5 separate regions of the Sus scrofa genome follow, and regions 1, 2, 4 and 5 are each linked to region 3. A link is a contact called in public HiChIP or PLAC-seq data. All regions are on one chromosome and are shown on one strand. Each heading gives the region's core, a stretch centred on a gene start, on an enhancer-like site or on the middle of the called end of the contact. The rest is flanking DNA. Distances are from core to core; before and after follow the strand shown. Region 1 overlaps LPP (lipoma-preferred partner). Region 2 overlaps LPP (lipoma-preferred partner). Region 3 overlaps LPP (lipoma-preferred partner). Region 4 overlaps LPP (lipoma-preferred partner). Region 5 has its middle 190 kb from the start of BCL6.

Region 1 (5,864 bases), core at 989-3,488, 340 kb after region 3:
GCTGGGTTTTTTTGTTTTTTTTTGTTTTTTTCCCTACTCATTAATGTTTCTTCCATGTCTTTTCATAACTTGACCTCTCATTTTATTTTTAGGACTGAAAAACATCCCATTGCCTGGACTTGCTACAGTTTATTTATCCATGTATCTACTGAAGGATATCTTGGTTGCTTCCCAGTTTGGGCAGTTATGAATTAAGGTGCTATAGACATCCATGTGCAGGTTTCTGTGTGGACCTAAGTTTCCAGCTTATGTAGGGAAATACAAAGGAATGTGATTGTTGAATCTTATGGTAAGAATATGTCTATTTTTGTAGGAAACTTTTGAACTGTCTTCCACAGTGGCTACACCATTTGCATTTCTGCAGTAATGAATGAGGTTTCCTGTTGCCCCGTATCCTGAGCAGCATTTGGTGTTGTCAGTGTTTTGGATTTTGGCCATTCTAAAAGATACATAATGTATCTCATTGTTATTTTAATTTACAATGCCCTAGTAACATAAGATGTTTAGCATCTTTTCATGTGTTCATTTTCCATCTACATATCTTTTTTAGTGAGGTGTCTTTTGAGCTTCTTCCGATTTTTTTAATCAGGTCAGTAATTTTCTTATTGTGAATTTTATGAGTTCTTTGGATATTTTGCACAACAGTTTTTTATCAGATAAATATTTTGCAAATCTTTTCTCTCCATTGGTCGCTTGTCTTCTCATCCTCTTGACAAAGATATGTTTTTGCTCCACTGTACCCTCCCTCATCTATAGCATATCTTGAGGTGGATTTAACTTGAAAGTAGCTGATTTTTTCTCGGAGTTCTCTGTATTCCTTTTCTCTTTGATTCACATGATAGAAAGGAGCCTGAGTGGCAATAAGAATATTCTGAGGCTCAGTGAGTGCTTAATCTCTCTGAAGTAAAATTCTTGACTATTGACAAGTTTGAATAAACTTGTAGCACATGATGACATTTCAATGTCTGCTGTTGTTCTCATCAGAAAGAGAGAAGGGAAGAATCATTGGCTGAGTCCTCTGCTTATATGAAACAGTAACAGTATTTAAATAATTGCTCTCAGTTCTTCAGACATACTACTTTTTTATTTTTTTCCTAAACCTTGGGCTCCTCCAGAGGAAGAGATTTATCTCAAAGAAGATAAGGGTGCCCAGTAGTGGTAGGCATTTAAGCAATGTTTCTTGAAGTGAATTGACTAACTTTACTTATTGTAAGATGATATGGCATAGTTGGGCTTCTGCTCACCATCTTTGTCTTAATAGGCTCAGTTGCCCACAAAAGGTTATAAAGATTTGAGGGAGCAGGTGGCTGGCGGGTATACGCACTTCCCTGAATTCTAGTTCTTTCAGTTCCATTTAACTTAATATCCTTCCTGCTGGTAAGGTTATGTAACTGGGGACTGATAGAGAAATTAATATTTCTTTCATTCAGGTTCATTTTTATTCTTAAGAAAAGCATAATAATAATAATAATAATAATAATAATAATAATAATAATAAAAAAAACCCAGCTAATGAGATAACAAATAGAGGAAAATAGCTTTGAAAACTGCACTTATTATTTCAATTTTAAGGTTAATATGGAGTTCCCATAGTGGTGCAGTGGTTAACAAATCCGACTAGGAACCATGAGGTTGTGGGTTTGATCCCTGGCCTTGCTCAGTGGGTTAAGGATCCAGCGTTGCCGTAAGCTGTGGTGTAGGTTGCAGACGAGGCTTGGATCCCCAGCAGCTGTGGCTCTGGCGTAGGTCAGGGTCTACAGCTCCAATTAGACCCCTAGCCTGGGAACCTCCGTGGGAAGCAGCCCTAGAAAAGGAAAAATAAATAAATAAATAAAGGTTAATGTTATTGAAGCTGTTAATAATCTCAAACACCTTATTAAAAACTGAAAGCTGGAGTTCCTGTCGTGGCGCAGCAGAAATGAATCCAACTAGGAACCATAAGGTTGCATGTTCAATCCCTGGCCTCGCTCAGTGGGTTAAGGATCCAGCGTTACCATGAGCTGCGGTGTAGGTCACAGACACGGCTTGGATCCTGCGTTGCTGTGGTTGTGGAGTAGACTGCTAGCTGTATCTCTGATCGGACCCCTAGCCTGAGAACCTCCATATGCCATGGGTGTGGCCCTAAAAAGCAAAAAACAAAACAAAACAAAACCAAAAAACGGAAGCTTACTTACATAAAGAGCTTCCTCTTGACTCTCCCATGCCCACTTTCCTTCTCCATCACCCACAATGCAGACACAAAAGTCAAAGCTATTTAGGGCTGTATGAATCAGCGTACTACCTATATCACATATATCTTTGCACAATGCACAGTTTCCTGAATTTCTCAAAGGCATGTGTCTTTCAAGGATTCTTTAAATATGTAAATAATATCACAAAGTCCCTGATGAATTCCAGACACACTGCATTATTCTGGGTGTCTGAGGGATGCAAAGAAAGGCTCAGATTCCCTGCTGAATTACCCCTTTCGCATGTTTCATTAATAAACATCAGTCAGCTTGCAAGAATGGTATGTTATCTGAATTTAATGAACTTCTGAACTGAACGGAATGCATCTAATTGACAAGGTGTCATCAAATGGAACAGAAGACAGTTTAAGTCCCCTGAAAAACTGTAGGGAAAGGAGAAGCAAGAGAGAAAGAAAAGACCCAGCACAAAGGACAGGGGGTAGAAAGCATCTCTATCTGATCAGGGCCCTGTGTATGGATTTCCCGTTCTTATTTCATGTGCAAGCATCTCAGATCTGGATGATTAAAAGGCTGTAGTGTCTCTGGATGTTAGGCTTCATATTTCCTTTAATTGCAGTATACAAACTACAAAAAGGGGTGGGGAAGAGTCACATTAAACATAATTCACAGTGAAGATTTCAAGATGTTAGATAAATGAAATGTTTCCATGGGAGGCTCTATTTTTCTGCCATCTAAATCCCTTTGCACCTAATAAATTAAAGATAAATTCTTTCAGATAATCTTTCTCTTCTCTTCCCCACCCTACTTTGCCATATTAAGTATGAAGCATGTTGTCCCCTAAAACTGTAGCAAGTAGCATGGATATTACATGCTGTATGTGTACACATGAGAAATAGTACCCACATTTTCAGAACACAATACTATGTCTGTGTTTCCTCATGCAACATGAAAAGCTATCGTCAATGGGAAAAAGCAAAATATTTTCATTTTGTGTCTTTAGGATGATTTTTGGAAGAGTGTAATTGGGGCACATGATTTTGTAAGGTACTATAATGAAATTGGCTCTAGAATTTATACCATTAAATGTTACCTTTTTTGCACACTCATTCTATTGCAATAGCCACCACATGCCATATTTGAAGTGGCAGGGTGGGTAAGCAGGAACATTTTTGTTTTCATGTGCTACCTGACCTGTGAGCCTTTTCAGATCCTTGAGCTAAAAGTGAAGGTCCCTCTCTGAATTCCTATTGCCCTTGATCATACAGCTCTAATGGAAGTTTTAATCTCCCACTTCATATTAACATTATTTGTCTGTGTGTCTTAGCATCCTTCTTAAATGGAAGGCTCTGTGAAAATAAGCTTTTTATTGACTCACGTGGGTATGCTGCTAAGTGCATAAAACCTAGAAGGTGTTCCATAACCTTGCTTGAATAAATGAAAGAAAATCACACAATGTGTTTCAAGTTGACCTATTTCTTTGACCATCAGGATGTCTGCTTTTATTAAAACTGTGAAGTTCAAGACCTGTGTATTCTAACACTTTCATATGCTCTGTGGCCTGATCAAAACAGTTTTAAAATTTTTATTTACCCTTACCATGAAAGAGAGAGAGAGAGAGAGGGAAAGAGACAAGATGTGTGTGTGTGTGTGTGAGAGAGAGAGAGAGAGAGAAAGAGAGATTGAAGAGAGAGAGAGAGACAGAGACCCATTGACCCCTGCTCGGTCCTCTAGTTATATGAAAAAATAAAAAATTTAAATAATTTTGAGATTGTCAGTATCTTCTATTTTGTTTTGTCTGAGTGATCTTTTTGATCAAAGACTGATTCTTCAGGTGAAAGTTTTATTAGTGTTTTCCAGAGGAACAGAACCAATAGTATATATGAATTTATTATAGGAATTGGCTCAAGCAATTATGGAAGCTGAGAAATCCCAGTGTCTGCTGTCTGAAAGCTAGAGAACTAGGAAATTCTGTTAAAAGCTAGAGAACTAGTAATTCAGTCAGGATCCACAGGTTTAAGAATCAGTGTGGAGGGGCTTGGGTGGGGGTGGGGATGCACTGATGGTTTGAGTCCAAAGGCCTGAGAACTAGGAGCATTGGTACCAGAGGGGAGGAGATGTTCAGAGAGCAAGTCTCCCTTCCTCCATTCGGAGGTTGGAGTCAGGCCCTCAGGGGATTGGATGAACCACCTGCACTGGTGAGGGCAGCTCTTCTTTACTTGTCCAGTGATTCAAATGCTAATCTTTTCCAGAGACACCTTCATAGACAGACCCAGAAATAATATTTTACCAGCGATCTGGGCATCCCTTAGCCCAGTCAAGTTGACACATCGAATTAACCATCAGAATAGCTACGGAAATATTACCAGGGATGAAAATTACCGAAAACTGGGGAGTAAATTAGGGGGTAGTTTGATGTTTTTCAACTGATGCTATTCACATTTAGGGCAAGAGAGTTCCTCATTTGTTGGCAATGTTTTTGTGCATGGCAGCCCATTAACATTCTTGGTCTCTACCCACTAAATGCTGGTAACACCTTGCCACACACACACCCATTGTGACAACCAAAAACCACTCCTGGTGCATTAAGCACCCTCTGGAAGAATCTATCCTCTCACTCCTGGTTCTTTGGAGAATGTCTGGATTTATGGTGCTCTAAGACTGGTTGTGATTAAGGATCTTGTGCTGTTTTTCTTTCCTCTGCTTCCTCTCGAATTCAGATCTTGTTACCACATGCCCTGTTTGACCTATCGAACCATCTATTAATGGAATTGAATGTGTTGAATATTGTTACAAACAGTACATGCTCCTTTTCTGTGCCGAATGTTGTCAAGTTCTAGAAAATGTAAAACTTCCAATCTAAAGGGTTGGGTTTTAGGACAAAGGAAAGAAAGGTTCTGGTAAATCACTTTAGTTCATCATAGTTCCTACAATTCATGTTTGAGTAGTTACTGTTTTATTAGAAAATTGTAATTTCTCTAAATATAGCTAACATATTATTTTGTTCCTAAATAGAATTTTAAAAATACATGTCTTGAAACCAGCTTGTCTTTTTCTTTGTAACATGTATCAGTTTTTTTGAAGAAGTAGTGGGGACCTATGAATCTGGCATTTGGTGCGTAATTTTATCTTAACCTCTGCCTTTTTTAGAATGCTCTGACCAATCCTATAATTCTACAATTAATGTTTTACCAGAAATACAGTCATTTACATTTATCCCTCTAAGATTTTTATCATTCTTACTCATTTATGCAGTCATTTAACCTCAGAATGCCAACTTTGAGAGACACTGTTTACCAAGCCCTGGCCAATTCATTCATGAATAGATGAATAAGTGCTGTGCCCAAAAAAGCTTACAAATCAAGAATCGTAATGTCAGTAACTTAATATTTCTCTAGGATTTTATAACTTGCAAAGCAAAGTCACATATCCCTATTTGTACCCAAGGGACCTGAAAACACATTCTTATTTCACAGTTTACTCACTTATGACTTGATCTTGTTTGATCCAGTGACTCTCTGAAGCATTATATTATTAACTCATCCTTGCAAGTGTGGAACTTGATAAGTCAGAATGATTCACAGCCTTGTGTGTGGTCAAATAAATTGACCCATGCCTTTCAACTTAATGGTTCCTCAAGGCAGCCTGGATTAGGAGAAAGAATAGGAAACTAAATCA
Region 2 (5,837 bases), core at 1,414-3,913, 440 kb after region 3:
CATTATATGTACATAATACAACTCCTCGCAGCTTTTTGTCTAAGTCAGTCTCTTTAGTCTGTTCATCATTTGTACCATTCTTCTCTCTAGTGCCTAGAAGAGAACAGTTTGAGTATATTCCAGATGGGAAAAAAATAACCCCAACATGTTGTAACAGGGGGGAGAACAACACACTGACTAGATGAAAGGAACAATCTACAGGTTAATTAGTAGTATGGCCACAAATATGTGCACAGTTTTGTTTCAGAAATAAAGCAAGCTGTATTTGTTGTAACTATCTCTTCTTTGAACTTAACAGAATGCTGATAATGCCAAGCTGTGTTTACAGTCCAAATTTTTGCTAAAGACCTTCAACTTTGCGCTCCCCTTGTGTGGTATCTCTTGCCCAAGACAGAACTACAAATAAAAGCACATAGCAGGAGCTGATGCAAGAACACATTATTGAGCTTATCTGCTTTTGTGCAGTTTCTGTGGATTTACTTGGTTTCTGGGAGCTCCCTATAAGTCTTAGGATGGGAGAGCCCTTGACTTATCTCACTAGATATTAGGCATTTGGTATTAGTCATCCTGTAAAAATTAAATGTTTACCAAATACGATAATCTAAAAATGGAAACCATATCATTACAAAAGGAATCACCCAGAAATACTCTGTCATAAATAAAACCTGCCTATTGCCTTGGTTTTCTTGTTTCTTTTACTTCATAATGTTTATAGTTTTTCAACAGATTTAGGGTCTTGAAAAGTGTACAGAAATTACCATTGAGTTTATTCTCCTTACCTTCAGGCAGACTTAATCTAACTTCAATTTGTATATTCATATTATAAAATTTATCTTAGAATGAAAAGTTAAAGACTGGAAAGGTGCTTAAAAAATACTTGCTACTTGATTCAGTGTATTCATTTTGTAGCAGGAGATAGAGTATATGCCCAGCCTGGGCACATTAAGGAAATGTTCCATTTTTTTCTTAAACTCTCATATGGTCCAGAAAGGGTTCCTTCAATCCCAACTAAATACTTCCTTTAGGACTTTCTGTGCCTTTTTTGTGCTGCTCTCTCATGATCTCACAGAACTATTAGTATCTACAAGTAGAAATGTAATTCCTTGCTGTTTTTTTTTTTATTTATTAAACATTCCACTATACTTCTGAAATGATAATAGTAGAGTTTATTAGAATGGAATCTAAACTTTTCTATCTGTAAACCCAGTGATCGTGCTATTCTGGAGGTTGCAAAGAAGGGTGACTTTCCTCTCTCACACAAAGCAAGACTGTGGAGAGACTTACTCTCTGAATGAAAGGGGAGAGGGAAAAAGTAGGAACCTTCTCATGTTTTATTCAGATGTTAACAAAGAAAATTGAGAAGTGTGTTTCCTTAAAATTGACACCATTTTTTTTTTATCCCAAACATTCTGGTAAGTGATAGCAGACAATTGTGCAAGATTTTTGAGAGAGGAATTTTTCCAGGAGCATAGTCCTGGTGGGAAATATTACTTAAAAGTAATGCGCTAATCACTTTCAAACTTGCATATTTCCACATACTGTGTGCATACATACAGTTATTAATAACTGTTCCCACGATGTCACTTCAGCACTCAGAGAGCTGTGTTGCTATGCAAGTGCCAGAGATGGAATCCATGCTGACTGCAGTTTAGCAATGAGCATTTTACAGACACGCAAGGGCGAAGATGGCCTGAGGTCTAAGACTCCATGCCTGGGTCTCCTTCTGAGCCCTGATGTAGCATCATGTGTCAAATATTCATGGCATCCATCTGCCCACTCTACTGAGAAGATAAATGGCACTGCCAGCATTGCCAAGAAGCTTAGATCCTCAAAATCTATCCACTCACATCCAGTACCGCATTCCATCTTGTGACTTTTGCATAGGAATTCCTTAGAATGTGATCTCTGGATTCAAGCTCCAGATACATAAATATTTTCTACTCAGTTGTGCACATTATTTGTATTAATATTCATAGAAATTTATTTTACAGTGATATATCTTATGGAATTCCTTACATTTATTGTTGTTTATAATTTTATTTATATAAAATATATGTAACACTTTGAGTAACCTAGTTGCTCCCCAGTAACACTTTGAGTCACCTCATTGCTTGCCCAAATTTTCTCTAACACACACACACACACACACACACACACACACACACACACACACACTGGTAGAACTAGGACTAGAATCCAATTTTTCTCACCACAAATCTGCTACTTATTCCACTCAAGTGTTTTTTTATTCTTTAAAAGAATAATAATATGTTATTTATTATTATTAACAAACCTGCAAATGAATATTGAATGTAACTCCAGTTTACAAAACAAATCAGTTCAGACCAGCTATGGTCAAACAGAAACCAGAGCCTGGCCTTCACCGATCCCAAGATTCTTCTGCAAAACCTAGTACTCTACATCCTGCTGCCATATTTTCCATTTTTAGAACATACAGATGTACAAATCCAAAGTATACCAGGTGTTTCAGACAGAAACAGAGTGGTTGTGCTGGTTCGAAGGATAATGGAGTTATCCTTGCTCTGGAATCATGTAGGAGTCATCTATGTGGGCTGCAGATTCCCACACAATACTTCCATTTACAATGAAACGTTACCTTATGTGGAGGGAGAAATTCTTTATGCTCAGGCAACAGCGCCTACTAGTGGAATGAAACTAATATTTGAAGTAGAAAGTGGAGAATGCTTTTGTGCAGCTGAAAGTGTGCTGTACTGAGAGCTTAAAGGCCTTAATTGAGGTGTCATTTCTGCTGTTAGCTTCCTGTAGGATCTTAATCAAGGCACTGCCTCTATCTGAGCCTTTGTGTTTTCCTCTCTAAAAGAAATTAGACGGGATGTTTTCTAAGTTTTCACATGCTCTTACATTTTAGGACTTTTAAAAGTCCTAAAATATGTTATGGGCATTTCAGCACCAAGTAGAAAAATCAAAACCCAGGAAGACTGATTGGCTTCCCTGGGACATAGTATCAAGCAAGAAGATCATCATCTCTGGGTCCAGCACCATGCATACAGGAAATGTGGTCCAGTTCAAAGATCTCTAGACATGGGGTCAAATGAACTGAACTTGATTTCCAACTTCTCCATTATCTACCTCTCAAGTCATGCACAAGGTTATTCCTAGGTTAACACATTTTCTAAAAGAGGATAATTGTCTTACGTGGCTTTTAGTTATTGTTAAGATTCAAATGAGAACATGGAAACGAAGTTTTATGTGAACTTGCAGGATTACTCAGTTTTCATCTATTAGAAATTTAAAAGAACTAATGTTATAATTTTCATTCTGCGCTTTTGGCAGTATCAGATGGGAAAACACATTTACTATTATAAGGCAACGTTAAATATAAGGTGCACTTGTTACTATTATAAGGAGAAGACTGTGGATTTGAAATACAATTCAGGAAAACCCAGTGTTAGGGTTGCTCTTAAATAACCAGAATATGTTTGGAGATTTCCCAGCAATAAAACTAAAAGCAACTGGGCAAATTTAAAGTTTTTTCAACTTTAAGTGGAGACTGAGGGAAACAGAAGTTCCCATGAGAGTTACCAAAGAGCACATTTTAATCATATGTCAAAAATCACCACAGTAGCAGTTACTAGTACTAGTAAACATTGTTTTTCCTGTTAACAGATCCATCATGAAACAAATTTTAAATATAGAAGAATAGATTAAAAATTAATAGCCAGATTATGAAAATGTCTATGTGTAAAAATTAACTCGAAATCTTGCTTTAGCCAAAACAGATACTAATATTCCTATTAGGGATGTTGTAAGGTTTGTGCAAGTTTCCTGTCAGGCCGGATGTTTTTTAAGGATTTTGGAATTCTAAAGTTAGAGGACAGGTTAAGTGGGCTTTAAGGCTGGACTGCCTGGCCCCTAATTGCAGCTTCAATAGTTAACTCTGTGGTCTTGGGCAAGTTACCTAATCTGCAGGCTGCCATTTCTTTAGCTATGATGAAGATAATGAGAGGACCTACGTCATCAGATTGTTGGAAGGATTACTTGAGGTAATATATTTAAATACTTAAAACAGTGCTTCGCAGATAATAAGTGCTGAATAAATCCTGATTATCATTGCTCTGGGGTCTACAAATTGTTTCAGGATCAGGATTGAATTTTCAGCACTGAATTCTATTAGTACCCATTGGTGAAAATAAATCTTACATAACTGCTTCAACGACACAGCTGCCTCTTTCCCTCACACTGACCACAATCTTTTCTTTTTTTTTTTTTTTTTTTTTTGCTTTTTACGGCAGCACCTGAGGCATATGGAGGTTCCCAGGCTAGGGGTCTAATCACAGCTACCTACAGTTGCCAGCCTACACCACAGCCACAGCAACGCCAGATCCAAGCCATGTCTGCGAACTACACTGAAGCTCACAACAACGCCAGATCCTTAACCCACCGAGTGAGGCCAGGGATCGAACTCACAACCTCATGATTCCTAGTTGGATTTGTTTCCGCTGCGCCCCGATGGGAACTCCCCTGACCACAATCTTTAGAGGAGGGTCCGGAGCGTACATGTCTGGTCCTAAATAAAATAAGCTCTTCATTTTCACGTTGTCTTCTACCTCCTATAGTTGGAGGGAGAAAGAAGCAGGACCTGCTGGTTCTAGTGCTATTGTATCATTGCTCCTAATGATGACTGTTCCTATCATTGTCCTTTGTGGCCAGGGCTTCAAGGCAGTCATCATCATGGATTTTTTACAGAGACTGGAAAAAAAAGGTTACCACTGTGCACAGGACTCAATGCAAAATAGAGACTCAGTAAGTATGTTTGTTGAGGGGTTTAAAAAATAATTGGATAGATGACTCAACTACTTGTTTTGAAAACAAGGGACTTTAGGCTCAGAAAATTCAGGAAATTTGTCCAGGCTTCCATAGCTCATGAGTAATACTGGCTCTCAGTTCTGTCTGATTGCCTGATATCATCTAATATGTAATTTTATTCAAAGAGCACCATGTGTTATATCCCAAACTGCAAAGCAATGTTGTTTTTTCTGCTTTTGTTGCTGTTGTCTGATTTTTGGTTATGTTTGTGCTGTTCTTCCTAAGAAGTTTAGTTTAGTGAAGGTTAGGAGCAGGGTGTATGGTGCCCGACTCACTCCCTCTGTCAGCCAAATAAAGTACAATTTCCTGGTCCTTGGGGCCAGGACTTCTGGTCCCAAACATCACTGCTTTCTAAGAGTACTCTAGGACAGATAAACACATAAACACATGGTTCCCAGCCCCACTGCACATTAGCATCTGGATTTCAGGGCCCCACCTGAGAGAAAGTAAATCAGAATCTGCTAGTGGAACATGGTCTTCAGTATTATTTTAAAAGCTTTCCTGGTGGGAAGCCAGAGTTTGAGGCTCAACATTTTAAGCTCTTCTCTGAAGGACCCTTACCTGTACTTATTTTCCCACCTATAGCCAATCCTGACACTTGACTGAGCTCTCCTGAGACCAAGGGGGTTAGAGAAGTAATGTTGCACTGGCTCTTCTTTCTCTGGGAGTGGGAATGGGCTCCACTCCTCAGCAATGCTGAAAACATCACAGTTATGATTGAATAATGAAGTGTATTTATAGACAACCTGGTGCTGATTAAGAAGATAGGCTTTAAGAGTTCCCATTGTGGTGCAGTGGAAACAAATCTGACTAGGAACCATGAGGTTGCGGGTTCAATCCCTGGCCTTGCTCAGAGGGTTAAGGATCTGGCATTGCCGTGAGCTGTGGTGTAGGTCACAGATGCAGCTCGGATCTGGCGTTGCTGTGGCTGTGGTGTTGGCCAGTGGCTACAGCTCCGATTAGACCCCTAGCCTGGGAACCTCCATATG
Region 3 (5,841 bases), core at 2,654-5,153:
TTGTCTTTAACACTGGAGGTTGTGATACCATGTCCAGCCTCAAGAGGCCATATTGGGTGATGCATGTCTTACATAATTCCTTGTTCTGTCTATGGGGTAATAGGAGGTTGGCCTGCATACAGATGCATGTTCTCTGTAATATTTGGAGGGGTAGGTTTTATGTTGGTGGGACACCCTAAGAACAGTGAGCTCAGAACCTCTGTCATGAGACTTAATGTGTTCTTTTATGGCCTCCCAGTGTCTGTAACATACGTGATAGTCCTGCACAGGGCCTTATCCATTCTGACTTCAGGCTGCCTTTTCTCCTGCTCCCTAACTCTTCCTTTCCACTCCACGCTCATACTCTTCATCCCACGTGGAGGACCATCCTGCATGGCCAGCTATGGATGCCAAGCGACATCCATCCATCCCTAGCTCCAGTTCCACCTTCTCTGAAAAGTCCTATTTAGAATCAGTCTTTTCCCTCCTGCATCCCCCATCTCATGGTTTGAATTTTCAGAGACACTTTTACAGACTACCTCATATTTTAATGAGTGTTCTGAGCTCTGATCTGCAGAAGGCATGTTTTCTGAGCCTTTGGATCCTAGCTCAGTGGCTGGCATTTTTAGGAACTCTATAAATGTGTGTGAAATTGAATTACTTAGGAGGCCTGAAGGGTTGGAAGGTTATCTGCAGTTAACCCAAGGAACTAGAGGAGCTCTTGGGACTGGGTTAGGAGAATATAGCTTTTAAGAGCAGCTATCAGCTTTGCCCTGGCTTCTTCTTAATCCCGTTTTTCTTGAGGCAGAGGGAAAGGGGATGTCTTCTTAAGATGCTGGTGACATTCTCAGTGAGATTAGGGCAGGATGTGCCATCTCCTTTCCTAGCTCTCAAGTTCTCAGAGGATCAACCTTCCTTCTATCAGGATTTGCCTTTGAAGAGGAGGAAGTGGTTTACATGATGACCTCTGAATTTCTGACTTTGGTTATGAACCTCCTGTCCAAGGAAGGTGGACAAGCCAAGGTGTCTGTTTATGAAACTGAGTGAAATTCCAGCCTTGCTTTGTGACCCTGACCCTTAGGAACACTTCAGGTTCAGGCTGCACTCACATGCTGTTCTCTAGAAACCCATCTTCCATATCATCATTATTGGGATCTGAACTCAGTTGCTGCTTGTGAAACACCTTTTCTTGATTGGCAGTGCAGATTCTGCATGTACTGCTGAATGTTGCTTCCAGTGACTCATGCATAGGAAAAAACTCTTTGTGTTTAACATGCCATAGACAGAAACCTTAGGTGGAAAGAAGATGTGTGATGAAGAGGAAAGAGAAAAAGAGCAAGGCCAGGACTCCTGGTTCCAGTCCTAAATGTGCCAGAGACATATTGTGTATCATGTGGCCTTAGTTTCTTGATCTATAAAATAAGACACTAATAATTACCAGGAAAGGTTCTTTTTTTTTTGGTCTTTTCTAGGGCTGCACCCATGGCATATGGAGGTTCCCAGGCTAGGGGTCTAATCGGAGCTATAGCTGCCGGCCTGTGCCACAGCCACAGCAACGCCAGATCCGAGCTGTGTCTGCAACCTACGCCACAGCTCATGGCAATGCCAGATCGTTAACCTGCTGAGCGCTGCCAGGGATTGAACCTACAACCTCCTGGTTCCTAGTCAGATGTGTTAACTATTGAGCCACGATGGGAACTCCTAATTACTAGGAAAGATTCTTATGTAAGTAAACTGGGATTACTTAGGTTAAGCATCTGGCAGAGCACCGGACACTGTTCAACAACAGAGCATCTCAATGAAGTTGTAGAGACTCACTTATGAGCCTGGGCTCTAGTACCATTTGAAATTGGATGATTTCTATAACTTCAGTGTGACTAGGTTACTAAACCTCTCTGAGTCCCAGCCTAAATGGATTTTATTTGGGATTAAATATATCTTGCCTACTAAGTTGGAAAGATTAGAGAACCTTTGTTAAAGACCTAGCACAGTGGTGTTTCTCAGCTTCTGGCCCTGGGTTGACCCTCCCCACTGCCCCAGCTTCTGTGGAGTGATGAGATGGACTCTCTGGGGTGATGTGCCACACAGGTGCTGATGGAAATTTCCCTCAGAGTCAAGGTGCTTTCCTGTCTCCTGGGCAGAAAACATTCTTCTCTGGAAACCTGACCTATAAAGTTGATTTAGTTATGGAGAGGCTGATTTTAGGAGGATACAAACCAGAGTATGTATGGAAAAGTGCAGCCAGTCTGGTGGAGGTTGTTTTAAGAACTTTCATGTGAAGAGCTGTTGAAGAGCTGGCAAGAAAGATGGACTTTGGGTGCCAGGAGAAGGTTGAGATGGTGATGGAGAGATGAGGAAGTGCTTGTCCAGGGTGGAAGTGACCAGGCCTAACACAGGAGAGTAGCAGGTGAGGATGGAAGGGTGGGGCTTAGCAGAAGGAAGATGGGGATTAGGAGGCCCAAGGAAGAGGTGGAGGGTTCAGATCAGAGTACTGGGTGCAGAGACACCACAGAACAATGAGGGTGTAGTTGTGGGGCTTCCAGAATAAGGACAGGAGCTTTCTGTTGTCACCATCCTACTAGGGAGAAGAAGGAATGGTCCTAGATGTTTTTATATGTGTGTGTGCATGAGTATGTATTAGTAATAGGACCAAAGAGGTTGGGGACTTACCCAAGGCCATGCAGCTAGGAAACATCTTTCATTTGCTTAAAGTGCTAAGTTTGGTAATGACTATGAGTGACAGAAATGGGCAGGAGGAGTGTGTAGGGAAAGGGCCTGGGCCCCATTTCCTGCTCCCTCCCAGGCAGGTAGTGAGTAGGAGTTTTAAGTTTCACTGTTTGATAGCATCACCTCCTCTGCTTTCCCAGAAATTATTCCTCGAAGTATGACTCGAATCGTTACTCTGCTGGGAGATGTCTCAGTTCAGAGCTGACTTTCTGCTATGGTTGTTTACTAGAAAAATGGTGGCCCTGGCAGTTCAGAGGTGGCATAATGAAGTGAAAGAACAGGGGGCCTGGATCTGAGAGTTGGCCCTGCTCTCAGAGGCAAATGAGATTGGGTGAGTGAATACACATCTTAGTGCCTGGCTTTTTCCTCTGTAAATTGGAGGATGATGATTCCTACTTGATGAATTTGTTGTGACGATGCTTTGCGAATTGCAGTGTTGGTCCTGGTACAGTAAAGTGTCTGGACTTGGATTTTGTTTCTGTGTGTATGCAGCAGAGGGGGAGGTGGTGAGTTGGTCAGCTCTCATGGCTGGTGCAGGTCTCTACTAGTAAGGTTAGACCCGCATTTTCTTCTTTTGGAGGTGGCATGTCTTGAAATATTGTGATTACTGCCTGCTTGGCTCTACCCTGCCTTGGCCTGATCACTCGTCTAGCATTTCCCCTTTAACCCCAGCTATGGGCTGAGAATCTCCTAGCTCTTGTGTTACTTGGGTGGATTTCTGAACTTCTGGGCCTTTATTTCTTCATCAGCAAAGTGGGGAAAATAATCAGCTCAGCTGCTGTTTGTATTGTGAGGATTTGCTGAAGAAAGAGATGTGAAAACCCACTGTAAGTTGTATTGAACCTTGGTATTTTTGGAGCCCATTTTCTTTCTTTTCTCCCTTCTGCTAATAGCCAGGGGCTATCTTTGGCCTTCAAAAAATGAAGCTGTACAGAGTAAGAAACGGGAGCTTTAAAGGAAGGTGACTCTCCAAGGCTCCAGAGTGAATTGGCGTCCTGGATCTGTGCCCAGTTTTGTCACAACATGTCAGATTCCTCCCTTCTGTGCAAGCCTGTTTTGTCCATGCCTATGACTTTCCCTGGGGGGAAATAGAAACTTCTGGACAGGGTGTCAGCTCTTTGAAGCCTTGAAGGTGGTGGGAGAAGTCTGTGGAGTGGCTGCTGCGGCTGTTGAGGTTCCTGTTCACTGCCCCTGGTGTCCAGCAGTGACTAGTAACTTGGGTATTTCGGTTTGGGGTGAGTCACCAGGCCCATGAGCCAGAGGACCTGTGTGTGCTTGGCAGCAGGCTGGGATTAATCCGAAGGCAACACTGCTCGTCCTGACCCCAGGACCCGCATACTCTGGCTGGATGAGGAAGTCCTCTCTGATCCTCAGTCACCTTAGCTACATATGGAAGCTTCTGGAGAAAAGATTTTTCTCCTTTCCTGCTTTATGGGGTTCATGTGGAAATCAAAGGACAGAAGGGATTTTTAATAAATAATATTTCAATATTCAGGTAACATTAGTTTCTGCTTCTTAAGACAGGCAGCTGATTTCTCTTCTTTGCTCCCTGCCAGAATTAATGTATTGATACCAAAAAAGAAAACCAGGTAAAGTCCTGAGGATGGTTGGTTAACAATCCAGTGTTTTTTATTTTTGTATTTGGTGTCTGAGGTCTCTGAATTTAAGCCTGCACTATGTCAAATATGTCTTGGGGGTACAAAGTAAGAAGGGACCATGTAAATGTAAATCAAAGCACAAGTTCAAGATCTCAGGTTTTCCTGACATGTCTATCTTGTTTTACAATATTCCATTCTTCACAGACACTGGGGCTCTGGCTCCTGTGGAGACACTTCTTACAGAGACGTAATCTTTTGGCTCACAAGGTCTATATGTGGGAAACTGAGTCCCAACAAGGCCTCGCATGGAGGAAATGGCAAAAACAGAGATGAGAAGCCAGCTCTTGGGATCCTCAGTTCCCTGTTCATTCTGACACATCACTCTTCCCTCCTGTCAGGTGAAGAGAGAAGCCAGATGGTTTGACAAATGGTTCTTGTTGCTGTCAAATCTGGCTTCTCTTTCTGCTCAGAAAGACAGTTCTTACCTTCCCTTTTTTCGGGGGATTAGGAGGGGTGGCGGAGAGGGAGGGAGGTGTATGGAGGATGAAAAACATTTTACTGCCTGGTTCTGTGGCAGAGATGACCAACAAGCTCTCGTTTCTTTGTCAAGTAGTGAAGCTGAGGCGATGAGGCATCGTCACCTTGAATTTAGAGCACACAGAGGCCTAGAAATGGCAGGCTGTATTAGGAGACAAACATTGATTTTGTATATATTCATCTGAAAAAAAAAAAGTTTAAGATGCCATATCCATAAATACTAATAAGGCTGTCTGATTCCAATTTTCAGGTGAGATTAGCATTTTATTGAGTATTTTATCTGTCAGATTCAATACTCAATGTACCATCCTCCCAGGCTTATTAGCATAATTGCTGTGCTTAAGCAACAATAAAAAATTCAGCAGTAAAATAGCAGTTAGTGCAGGCAATTTGTTATCAAAAGCTTTTACTTAAGGACAGCTCCAGCCTGCATTTATTAGCAAGTTAGGGTTATAATTTATTTTTATTTGGAAAAACAAAAGGGGGGGAAGATTTTTGCTTTTTTTGTTTTGGAAATAATAGAGAAATTAAAAGGCATTGCCTCTCTGGGAAATTGTCTACATCCGTTCTTCTTGTGCCCAGAGCAGGCTGGGATGGGAATGGATTCCGCTTGTGAGGTACAGTGGCTCAGACGAAAAGTCACTCTCCTCAGCATTGGAATAAGTGGGTAGTAAACGCCCATTTATGTTAGTACAGGTGTTTCCAAAACACTTTTTGTATCCCTTTTGTTGCTTAAATCTCAGACTAGTCCTGTGAGGGCTCCCTTTGGAGCATTGGAGACAGAGTTGGAATGGTTTTTTGTAGATGGGGCAGTTGGGGGTACTCTTACAGCTGTTTTTCCTTTGAAGTCCTGGTTGAAGCAATTCTGCCATATGAATTTTCTGTTTATATCAAGTGTCCTCCATTTCTTGTATTTATAATCTATCTCTCTCTGTCTCTTTTCTCTTTCTGCCCCCACCCCGCTCCGGCTCTCTCTTGCTCACTAGTTCAACTGACTCAG
Region 4 (5,917 bases), core at 2,181-4,680, 390 kb after region 3:
TGTTCCTCCCATTCATTCTTCAAGAAAAGGGGCTTCAAGAATGGAAGAGCCAAGTGCATGCCTTTCTGCTTCCATGAAGCTGTGAGGAATGTTCTGTGGGGGGATGTTTCATTGTAAATAAGTGGTTCTCCTCTTGCCCTTCTCTTCTCTGTATGACCCAGTGCTTTAAACCTGAAGCAGTGGTGAGTGTCCAGCAGATCTTCTGCTCTTGGCCTGAAGGAGTGCTGTTTCCACTAAACAGCGAGATATTGAGCATAGAGTGTGATAATTCAGTGAGTCAGAAAGTAGAAGCAGCCGCAGGAAATTGCAAACTGCAAACTTGACACAGTTAAATAGGGGGAGAAAAAGAACGAAAATATCAGAAATATATTTTTTTTCTGGCAGGCTTTCAGCTCCAAAATGGGGCTAATTCTACCTTTTGAAAGAAGATAATTTCAATGTTTCTTTTTTCAAGAACACATAATTGAAGTTATTTTCCCTCTGAGAGAAGGAACCTCTTGTACATCATTGCAAATGGACAAGAAAAATGAGCAGCTCTGGTACCCAGAGTGATAGAGTATTCATTATCATGTAATCTCTCTGAATATCTTGGCTGCTTTTTCCTGGTGTTGTATCTGCCTGGGTGGTGCTTTTCTGGTAAGGTTCAGATTTGCACTAAGTTCAAGATACCTAGCACTGTATAACTAGGAAATCAACAGCAGGTAAAGACTCAGGGAGAAGAATGACCCATGCTGAGGTCAGTATCAAAGTAACTCACAGGCTGATGTAATGACAGTTTGAGTAGCCATTTTACAAAATGGTTCCTTAGTGAATATATTTAAATAGTTAAATTGGTGGTAATAAAGATTCAAGGTGGTGAGTGTTCTCCTATGGGTCTTTGCCATTTCCACCTTAGTGCAGGCTGTTTACCACACTTCCTTTGTCTCTTAGGAGGGACGGGATTCTGCTTTCTGTGCCCAAGGAGGGATGGTGGTAGGAGAGGGTGGTTAACCTTTGTACGTTCTTGAATTCATGCCCTACATGTAGTGAAAGTTCAGTAGGCTGCAGAAACCCTGTGACCTGCCAGCTGCTTACTCAGATTCAGAATGCTGAATGAAGTTCTAGATTGTCTCAAGGGGTGCTGACAAGTGGTTTAAATCCTCCTGTAAATGGAAATATCTGTAATAATGAGGTTTCCACTTACTCAGTGTGTGTCTGTTTTTATAAACTACAAAGTATCCATAAATATGAAATCTGTGATTTCACTATAAAAATCTCTAATGATATGTGCCTTGCATTCTATGGGTACAAAAATATGATAGAGTAGAATCAAAGGAATCTTTGAAAATACCGTATTACACATAAAGATACTGAGGCCCAGGAAATATAAATGATTTGATCAAAATAGCTGGACAAGTTAAAGGCAGAACAAAGATTAGAGAGATAAGTAAATCTTTTGTACTTAATGGGTTCTGGTGTAAGAAAGTGCAAAACACTTCAAATACCATGAAGTGTTATATAAATGTGATGGATACTGTTATTTGTGTTATTCTTAATCTGGCAGAGTTTTCTTGCTCACCAAGCAGATTCTGTCCATGTGTATTCTGTCTGCAGAAACAGTCTTTATTTTTGCACTGTCTCACCCATAACCTTTACCAGGAGCCTAGATCCAAATTTGGCTTTGGTATTCATATTAAGCTTTCCCTGGAATTATAAGCAGCTGGGCCCCTAGCAAGAAAAGAATGATGACAGAGAAAATCCTGTTATAGATTCTTGGTCATTTTCTGTTTCCTGACACTTTTAAGCCAGGGGGGGGGGAATGATTTTTTCATAATCTGAGGGAAAAAATCTTTATTGTAGAAAAAGGAAACTGTGGAAGAATACAAAGAATATAAACCACTGTCCTATCCCTTTCAATCATTAACTTTTGAGCCTATTCCCATCCAGTCTCCCTTTTGGAGCAGCTGGAAGCAGGCCAGCCTAGGCAGTGCATGGCTCATCTCCACAAGTCAGCTCCTTCCTTCCTATGTCATATCTAATCACAAAGGAGAATGGAAAATACAGTCTAGCTGTGTGCTCAGAGGAAGGGGAAACAAATTATGGTGAGTAGTTAGCAAATTCACATTGTAAATATCAGAGTTCTTTTAAAGCATATTAGCAGTTAAATTACTCGGAAATGCTATAATGTCTGGTTGCATCTTTAAAAACATCATTGACTTTAGTGTTTAAGATGTTTGCCAGCAGGCATATTTCAGGAGCATGACTTTAGTAGTAGTCCACCATTTTTAAATTTCCCAATGATTCTCTATTGCCCGAAACAGTTTGGTTTTTTTTTTTTTTTTTTTGTCTTTCTGCTATTTCTTTGGGCCGCTCCCGTGGCATATGGAGGTTCCCAGGCTAGGGGTCGACTCAGAGCTGTAGCCACTGGCCTACACCAGAGCCACAGCAACGCGGGATCCGAGTCGCGTCTGTGACCTACACCACAGCTCACGGCAACGCCGGATCGTTAACCCTCTGAGCAAGGGCAGGGACCGAACTCGCAACCTCATGGTTCCTAGTCGGATTCGTTAACCACTGCGCCACGACGGGAACTCCCCGAAACAGTTTTGACCACAGTCCATTTCTCTAGCCTCATCTTACCTCTGTTCCTCTTCTATTTCTTAACATTTTTGCTAATATATATGTTGCTTTATACATACTATTCTTGGAATATCTTTACCTTTTTATTCTCTCTCTCTTTTTTCCTTCCTTCCTCCCTCCCTCCCTTCCTTCCTTCCTTTCTCTCATCTGGTGAAATCTAGTTTGTTCTTTAATATGAAACCAAGTGGTCACCTCCTTTCTGGCAACCTTCTCCCATCTCAGAACACTGAATTAATACCTGTGTTTCTGTACTTACAGTTTATCATAGTTATCTATTTTCTCGTCTTTTTCTTCCTAAACCGAGTTGTCAAAGGCAGGAATCCTGAATAATTTGACTTTAGAATGATGGTGTTTAGCACTTGGCATTTCCTTTTGGAAAGGTATGTTAAGAGAATTTTGAAGGAGTTCTCTGAAACTTATTTCTCAATAACTCATCTGCAGGTCATATAATGTTTGACTGACTTAGGAGGTTCAGGCAGTTCAAAGGATACACATATTACTGAATAAAATTGATACTTATAAGAATGTCTCTTTCTTAGAAAAGTCTAGAGGCTGTATTTCTATTTGTTTAATAGTTTTTTGTTTCAGTATTTAGCAGTAAGCCTCCACTCTGAGAACATCTTTGTATATTAGAGAATACAATCAGTAGCTTAAAATCCAAATGACTACAGAATAATAGAGTTAAAAGGGCTTGGAGACAACATCTTAGGACCCCGGAGAGCACCGAAGTGGAGCAGAAACACGCCCAACTCAGCATACCAGGTCTCGACCAGGGCTTTGCCGTCTCTCAGGCTGGTGCTTTCCACAAGGTTGCTCAATAATCTTCTCCGAGCCTCAATTTCCTCATCCATAAAACAGGATTACATCTCACACAGGGCTGTTGTACAGACATTTAAAATTATATGTATGTGAAAGCAGGCACTTTGGAAAGCTTCACACAGATACAAGGAATCATTATTATGCCATGATGAAAAAGCCAATGATACTCTTCATAATTCCACTTTTGAAGAAATAAAAATAATATAACATCCCGTGCCAGCCCTCCCTGACCCCTGCTTACAAATTTTCAACTTGTGTTCTATCGCCTATACACAATTTTTGAAGTTGTTTATTAAAAAATGAATTGGACGCAGTTATTATTTTTTCTTGGGATATGTTGAGTCCTAAGCACTCCTGGGAGAGAGAAATTGAAAGGGGTCTCTTCATCCAACTGAGGAAATTACTAAATTACTACTTACGGAATTTGAACCCTGAAAAAAGTCCTGGGCTACATCTTCCTGGGTGTGAAAGACAACCAGAAAGCACTTGTGTTTTTACCACTGTCTCTTCCACAGATGTTAAGTATTACCCACTGGAAGCTGGAGGCGAGGAGAGTTCTATAGCCAAAAAAGGTCCGGAAACACTGGACGAGATGATCTCTCAGGGTCTCGGGGTCTTTATTCATTAAAAAATGCTCACAATCCAAGATCAGTTTTATATGAGTTTAGAATCTAAAAGAAACAAGCCTTTCCAAATGTGTTATTTTAGAGACAGTACTACCAGCAAATAGGAAGGAGCATTTGTAGAATCAAAGGAGTGATATACATATTTTTCTTAAAATCTGTATAATACTGACAGGTAAGTACTTTGAAATTTCTGCTTGAAAGTAGAATGCCAAAGGTAGAATGTGAATTGCTGGCTTTGATTTACAGGCAACGGACTTGACTTTCTAGGTTGCCTTTATTTATACTAAAAGGGAAGAAAGCAGATATTAGGGCCAAAGAATGATAAATAATATCTATTCCCTGAAGGTTCATCCTAAAACTGGAAGCAGGAATTATCAGATTTTTCTTTACTAGTGTTGATTTAAATTAAAACAGCCAACACCATGAATGTTAAAGGTAATATTTCATACTTTTTTTTAGCACTTTTTCTATGGAAAGCAAGGTTTTTTTGAATAAAATGCATGTAATTTGGAATCAGGTGATACCGAATTTCTGGCTCAAGTTCTGTCTTAATCACAAACTTTTAAAAAAAAAGGTGTAGGTAATTTTCCCATCTCATCTTCAATGTTGACCTGGAATAGTACCCTCTCTTAGAGGCAGGTTAGGGAATCCAGAGTCCCATTTTCACTATGGTTTGAAAGTAGTTAAGCTCTATATAGCATGAAATGCAAGTCATCTCATTTTAATTCTTCCAGACTGTGGGGTAGCATTGTCAAATCCATTCTATAGAAGAGGATCTGAAGTTCTGAAAGGTTCACAAGTTCACCTAAGTTAAATCTCTACCTCCAACCATAATGCCAGGGCCACAGTGTGTATCCCTTCACTGCCTCTAGCCACAATAATTTTATGTTGTTATGTATTTCTGTAAAATTTTCCTTAAAGTGGATAGCACATGAACAGTATTAAGCTTAATATTAGCAAATCATCCCTGCAGTGTTCATTTGTATAAACACTCCCACCAATATAGTGTACTTTTTATAAGTAATTGTCTATGTTTCTCTCTTTCTCATCCCTGCTAGAATCCAGTCTCTCAAAGGCAACGACTGTGAATACATCTTTGTGCACCTCCCAGGGTACACAAAATAGACACTGTAAGAATGTGCAGATAAACTAATAAGCAAAAGAAATGTGAATGATTCAAAAACTTCCTTAACTTTCACAGTGACTCTCTAGGGCAAGCATTACTTGCAGTTTAGTGGAGAACCTAAGCTGAACATTTAATGTTTATAGGGTACATGAATGAATCTAGGATGGGCCCTTGCCCTGATTTTATTCTAACTAGCGTTTCCCTGGTCCTTGGGGTGTCAATTTCTTTACCTGACAATGAGTTAAATGAGGTAATGATTCTTCAGATGCCAGCATGCAGCTCTACTTTTTGTCCCTGTCTCCTAGCACATGCCATAGTCTATTCACTGCTGTCCAGTCTCCAATCCAAATTGTCCAGCAATGAAATAAAATCTCAGAGCTAAGATTAATGACCAACGTAAAAAAAAAAAAAATGCTCAGCCTCTTTAGCCTTCTGCATGTCTGTACTCCATCTTTCTGCCAATAATTAAAAGCCTAGAAACGAAAGACAATTATGAAGAATAGGTCAAAAACTTCATGTATGTTTAGAAGACATTTCATGCCTTAGACATAACGCAGATAATTAATACCCACCTTTAAGTTGTTGAAGTAAATGGTGGTAGTAATAATGAACCTTTAGAGATTTGTACTTTATGGTTTTTTTAATATCCAAAAACTCATTTGGTTTAGTGAAGATAATGGATGAATGAATATTTGAGCTTCAAGTTTTGTTGGACTGATTCTTGTAA
Region 5 (5,466 bases), core at 2,920-5,419, 330 kb before region 3:
CCACATAGCTGCCTACCTGCCTCCAAATCTCCTTGCCTAATTCTCCTCAGTAACTCAGACACCCATTTTCAGTGAGGCATCCTACAACCTTCCCACCCCCTCTTTGGAAGTTTATCTTTTGATCTGCCAGGTGCATGAGTTTCTGCCCAATTACTTGTCTTCAACCCATCAGAGCAGGTCAACCGCACAGCTCAGAAGTCTCACCCGTCACACTTGGCCTAGGTTGCTCCCGTGCCCCGTCTCTGTCCTCAGCACCCTTCATCTGCGGATGCAGAGAACAACAGCCCCGTCTCCTGCGCCCTCATATGGAGTTCCGGTCAAAAGGTGAAACCTGGACCAGAACTTTAGCACAGGATGGGAAGGAAGTGGCAGGGGTGGTGAAATGAAGCCCTCAGGTGGCTTCATCTAGTGAACTGACCCGGGACTCAGCTTCATCACATCTCTCCCTTACTGGGAGGTCAAGCGAGGACCAAACTGACAGAGGCTGGGCAGAGAAGGGAGTCAGGAGGAACCCCTCATTTGGGCCCAAGGAACCAACCCAGCAGTGTCACCAGCACCAGCCCTGGGAGTCCCTGGCAGAGAAAATCAGACCTGAGAATGCAAAGGCACTGCTTTACTCTACCCATGTGCCTTGGGGCCACTTTCTCTCTCTGAGCCTCAGTTTTGTTGTCTATAAAATAGCAATCATGACACCCACTTCATCTGCCCCCTGCTGAGCTGTTTGTAAAGTTAGAGTAAGGTGAGTACAGACCCAGTTTGAATATGTAAAACACAGGGTTATTAATAATTGCATTCAGGAGTTCCCGTTGTGGCGCAGCGGAAATGAATCCAACTAGGAACCATGAGGTTGTGGCTTTGATCTCTGCCTTCAATCAGTGGGTTAAGGATCTGGCATTGCCATGAGCTGTCGTATAGGCCAGCAGCTATAGCTCCAATTAAACCCCTAGCCTGGGAACCCCCATGTGCAGCGAGTGCAGCCCTAAAGAGCAAAAAAAAAAAAAAAAAAAAAAAAATCATTCAACTCATAACCCACACATCAGGATAAGTGGACGTGGTGAGAAGGAAACAGAGATGCCAGAGTCCTGTTGTGGCTCAGTGGGTTACAAGCCCAGCTAGTATCTGTAAGGATGTTGAGTTAGTATCCGTAAGAATGTGGATTTGATCCCTGGCCTCACTCAGTGGGTTAAGGATCCAGGATTGCAATGAGCTATGGTGTAGACTGCAGACTTGGCTTGGATACCAAGTTGCAGTGGCCATGGGGTAGGTCGGCAGCTGCAGTTCCGATTCGACCCCTAGCCTGGGACCTTCCATGGGCTACAGGAGTGGTGGAAAGAAAGGAAGGGAGGGAGGGAGGGAGGGGAGAAGGAAGAAAGGAAAGGAGGGAGGAGAGAGGGAGGGAGGAAGAGAGTTGCCTAGAGAGCAGAGGCTGCGGAGGCTCCTAGTTTCCATGTAGATCGAAGGGGGTTGGCCCTGTGAAGCATCTAGTCCAGTCTCCTCATTGGATGGATGAGAAACTGAGGTCCAAAGAGAGGAATAAACAGTCAGTGGTCACAAAGTGAGTCAGAGGACAAACTCAGTTCTTGAGGATTCCAAGTCAGTCCTTTTTCCACCCCATATCCCTGCTTCTCAAACTGAAGCCCAGAACGGAGATCACTGCCCCTGAGGCTAGTCTTACTTAACTCTTGAATCACTGGGGAATAGTTATATGATTGGAACCAAGAGCTTACTGTGGGCTGGATCAGATTCCATTAAAAAAAAATAATAATAATTGCGCTTGGAATCCTGGATAACCAGCTCCTAAGATCCAGAGCATTCAGGACCTGGAAAGAATGTCTCATTTTCAAACTGGGGATTACTATCACCCTTCCTTCTTCTTCCTCAAGCATTCCTGAGCTCCAGGATAGGAGAAGAAAGGACAATTCTAGGAGGTAATAGCAGGCAAGTACTGGGAGTGTAGGAGGTGCTTACACTCCAATAAACATTTTACATGTACTTCATCTTATTGCATTTTCCTAATGAGCCTAGGTGGTAAAGAATCTCAGAATCTCCCTTTTCAGATGAAAACAAACCAGCCAACCCTGGGACTCAGATAAATCAAGTATCTTGAGTCACAAGCTAGTATCTAAGGTGTCTCTAAGACTTTTTCATTAGGAAGTGGCAGCTTCTGTTCCAAATCTCTTTCGATTTGGGCTCCTGCAAAGCATCAAGACTGTTGAGTGGCAAGCTCCCTTCACCCACAAAAGTCTATGAAATAGTCTGTCTCTGCTTCAGCCACTAGCTTGTGTGTTTTTGTCTTCTGATTCATTCATTATTACACAAGTGTTTTTCTGAGGACCGAACTGTGCTAAGGACTGAGGGGACTCAAACACGCCTTGATTCCCTGATTTTGAAAGCTGGAGAAGGTGGGGGGTGGGGGAGGCACACTGTCAGAAGACTCCAGTGAAGTGTCATGCCAGCAGAGAGAGGCACAGCTGTGTGTCTAGGGGTGTCGAGGTATGAGAGTAGGAAAAGGAACATGTGCAAACAACTCAAGGGCCATATGTTTGGGGAAGACCAGCAGGGGTGGGTGGTCTGGACTGAGGGGAAAACGCAGGATAAGAAGAGGCCAAAGTTCAAGCCAGAAATCTGGGGCCGGTGTATGAAAGACTCTGAGGCTGTGCTAATGTGCTAGTTTCTTCCCCCAGTCAGCCCAGTTGGAGGTGGTGCCTTGGATAATTTTGCAGAGCCTCGGCTTCCCCTGCTGTGAGACGGAAGCCATGGATGTTGCCCGTGAGGGACCCGAGGGAAGGTGGGGCAGGGGGAGCGGTGGCAGAACGTGCTGCGCAGCTCCAGGGGAGTATGTGAAGGGGATGCGAATCACAGATATTTATAATTGCAGCAAACTGAGACTGCGGGCCACCAAGCACTTCCTCTGGAAATCCTGAAAATCTGCCGCCATGGGGCTGTGCCCAGATCCCAGCTGGAGGTAGACTTCTCTCTTCTCAGCTCCTGCCAGGCTGGTCTTCTTACAACAAACTCTAGATCCTTCCTTAATTCTACCTAGGAGGATAGGAGACAGCTCCCCACCCTCCTGCCCTCCCTTTTAAAGAACCCCCACACCAAGCCCTAAACTCCCAGGTCACGGCAAGCTCCCTTTTAGTCCTCAGTGCCTCATCAGGCAGTCCTGTCAAGACCAGACCCCAGAGCTGAGAAGCAGCTTGGGAAATATAATCCAATTTCCACTAGTCACCTAACATGGCCCCTCATTTATGGATCCAGCCGACGCCAGGCTTGTGCTGGGCATCTGGGGAGCTAATGGAAAGGCTGGGCAGGGGCTGACCTCAGAAGGAGAGAGGGAAAAAGACCAGCCGCAGAATTTCCTCTTCTACCAAAGAATGGGAAAGATCACATTGATTCCCACCTTTTCTTCTTTCTTTAAATACAAATGGAGCTTCTTTTTCAAATGTTATCTTTTAAGGGACCCCATCTATACAACTGGAAAGCACCTATCCCTCAGGTACTTCACAGGGATCCTATAACCGTGCTTCTCAAACTTTAATGCACGTGTGAATCCACAGTGGATCTGGTTAAAAGGCAGATTCAGATCTAGAGGTCTGTGGTGGGATCAGACGTCTGTATTTCTATCAAGCTCCTGGTTGCTGTCAATGCTGGTGGTCCATGGACCACATTTTAAATAGCAACCATTTAGAGCTCTAAGGATTATTGTTTGAAAACCATTCCTCTTTAGGATTGAGAGCTAGTGGGTCTCCCCACTCCCCATCCCTGAATAAATCAAACCAAGTCTCCTGGATTAGTGTCTCCTTCTCTGCTTGAAGTCAGCTTCAGCAGTTAACTCCACACCAAAGTCCTCGGATCACCTCCTTACCTCCTTCTGGCTGGAGGTATCTGTCACCTCCACAAGGCAGGCTGGGAAAATTCCTGAGAGGCTTGGCCACGAGGAAGAGCTTTAAGGTGTGGCCTTCACTCTAACAGGAAAAGTACAAAAAGTTCAGGTTAATCTTCTTCACAGACAGACAGACTAACAGACAGAGAGAAAGATCAAGCCACCGTTCCCACTGGCTTTGAAAAGGATAGCACCTTGTCCCTGTCCTCCCCTCACCCCAGCTGATGAATGATGGGAGTCATTCCCCCTCACACTCTGCCTTCCAGGCCCATCCCCTTCAGGACTGAGATGCTCCCACTGAGGTCAAAGGTATTTTTAGCTCTGTTCGTGTGGGCCCATGCTTGGCCAGTACCCCCTGGACATTCATCTTGGATTCCACAAATGCCAGGTCTCCTAATCCAGGAGGCACAGAGGCAACAGGGGAATCTGAATGCACTGGAAAATGCAAGACATGGCCTTTTGAGGATTTTGTCCACATGCCATGTCTGATAAAGCAACAGTAACACCTAATGCTCAGAAAATGCTTCAGCATTCAGAGTACTTCCACTGGCCTGGCCTCATTTCATCTGCCCAAGAGGCTCATGAGAAAGACAAGACAAAAGAGCTATTCTTACTCTACTTAATGGAAGAGCCAAGTGACTAGCAGGGCAGAGCTAGTAAGTGGCAAACTTGGGTTTTCTGCTTCCAAGTCCAAGCCCAGTACTCTTTCCCATATTCCTGGGAAACCCAGTCTTTTGCTTTTTCTTTAGCTTTGTTTTGGTTTTTGGTTAAACCCTGCAAGAAGTTTAACCTTCTCCAACAGAACTTCATGTTAAAAGCCGGGATCATCCATGCTTTTAAGAAATGGAAGACTAGATATAAGGAAGAAAGAGGCAGTAGATATCAATGGTCCAAGAGGAAGGAGAGGATACACTCAAAATAAGGTGACCAAAGAGAGATTAATTTAAGTATAATTCATAAAGGTTGAGCCAAGGTCAAGGAAAACCAAGAGACAGGGAGGCACCCTGAGGCTAACAATAACCTGGAGCTGTTACTGGTCCTTGGGATGAAAGGGCAAAAGGAGAGATTACCAGAATGTAGCAGAAAAGTAGGCAGTGCTGGGGAGCTGGCAGGGGGCTGCCCAGCTGGAACTGTGGCTTCTGACACTTTGGATGCACCCAACCATTGCCAAGCTACAGCAGGCAGGTAGGGGGCTAGGAAGGAGCCATCCTCACATCTCCTTCTCCCACCCTCCCACCACCTAATCGGTGCCAGGCTGAATCCAACCAGAAGGCAGAGGGCAGGGGAACCTACTGGTCTTCACAAAGGTCAACCTCTTGGAGGTGGGAAACAAGAAGGAAGGAGTGTGAATGTTGCAGGTGAGACAGAAAATGCCCGGCCCAGATTTGCTGGCACCTGCCAGGGGCAGGAAGTTGGTTGAGGGAGGCACAGTCCAGAGTCTGAGGGGGTAGGATTTGAGGGGGGAGTCATAGCCCCCTCTCAGAGTAAAAGACACCCCAGAGCCTAGCTGCAGCTCTCCAAGAACGAATCTGGCCCTGGTCTCAGGGGAGCACAAGAAAAACCAGATCAAGAGCTCCCGAGAG

Evidence for each region. HiChIP or PLAC-seq counts read pairs in DNA pulled down with a chosen protein or histone mark.
Region 1: a contact with region 3 is called in an H3K27ac HiChIP or PLAC-seq map of alveolar macrophages. The contact joins two enhancer-like sites. A contact is called at or near these places in 1 of 47 Hi-C or Micro-C datasets (embryonic fibroblasts) and 1 of 2 datasets of contacts at active chromatin or transcription factors (alveolar macrophages).
Region 2: a contact with region 3 is called in an H3K27ac HiChIP or PLAC-seq map of alveolar macrophages. The contact joins two enhancer-like sites. A contact is called at or near these places in 2 of 47 Hi-C or Micro-C datasets (embryonic fibroblasts and fibroblasts) and 2 of 2 datasets of contacts at active chromatin or transcription factors (alveolar macrophages and skeletal muscle).
Region 4: an H3K27ac HiChIP or PLAC-seq map of alveolar macrophages shows a contact between it and region 3. The contact joins two enhancer-like sites. A contact is called at or near these places in 1 of 47 Hi-C or Micro-C datasets (embryonic fibroblasts) and 1 of 2 datasets of contacts at active chromatin or transcription factors (alveolar macrophages).
Region 5: an H3K27ac HiChIP or PLAC-seq map of skeletal muscle shows a contact between it and region 3. The contact joins two enhancer-like sites.

What each region holds. Positions count from the first base shown.
Region 1 is chr13:126,251,638-126,257,501 of Sscrofa11.1, forward strand. The region is part of intron 6 of LPP (lipoma-preferred partner); the gene reads left to right. Among named protein-coding and RNA genes, the nearest start is that of MIR28, 28 kb to the right of the region's middle. Within about 2 kb of position 2,239, at least 1 of the 83 cell types and tissues checked has an H3K27ac peak or open chromatin away from gene starts, as enhancers often do. A contact at or near this core is called in alveolar macrophages, where this site is marked.
Region 2 is chr13:126,345,383-126,351,219 of Sscrofa11.1, forward strand. All of the region lies in intron 7 of LPP (lipoma-preferred partner), which reads left to right. Among named protein-coding and RNA genes, the nearest start is that of MIR28, 66 kb to the left of the region's middle. Within about 2 kb of position 2,664, at least 4 of the 83 cell types and tissues checked have an H3K27ac peak or open chromatin away from gene starts, as enhancers often do. A contact at or near this core is called in alveolar macrophages, where this site is marked.
Region 3 is chr13:125,905,683-125,911,523 of Sscrofa11.1, forward strand. The region is part of intron 2 of LPP (lipoma-preferred partner); the gene reads left to right. Among named protein-coding and RNA genes, the nearest start is that of LPP, 130 kb to the left of the region's middle. Within about 2 kb of position 3,904, at least 21 of the 83 cell types and tissues checked have an H3K27ac peak or open chromatin away from gene starts, as enhancers often do. A contact at or near this core is called in alveolar macrophages and skeletal muscle, where this site is marked.
Region 4 is chr13:126,292,656-126,298,572 of Sscrofa11.1, forward strand. The region is part of intron 6 of LPP (lipoma-preferred partner); the gene reads left to right. Among named protein-coding and RNA genes, the nearest start is that of MIR28, 13 kb to the left of the region's middle. Within about 2 kb of position 3,431, at least 1 of the 83 cell types and tissues checked has an H3K27ac peak or open chromatin away from gene starts, as enhancers often do. A contact at or near this core is called in alveolar macrophages, where this site is marked.
Region 5 is chr13:125,576,297-125,581,762 of Sscrofa11.1, forward strand. No RefSeq gene overlaps it. Among named protein-coding and RNA genes, the nearest start is that of BCL6, 190 kb to the left of the region's middle. Within about 2 kb of position 4,170, at least 3 of the 83 cell types and tissues checked have an H3K27ac peak or open chromatin away from gene starts, as enhancers often do. A contact at or near this core is called in skeletal muscle, where this site is marked.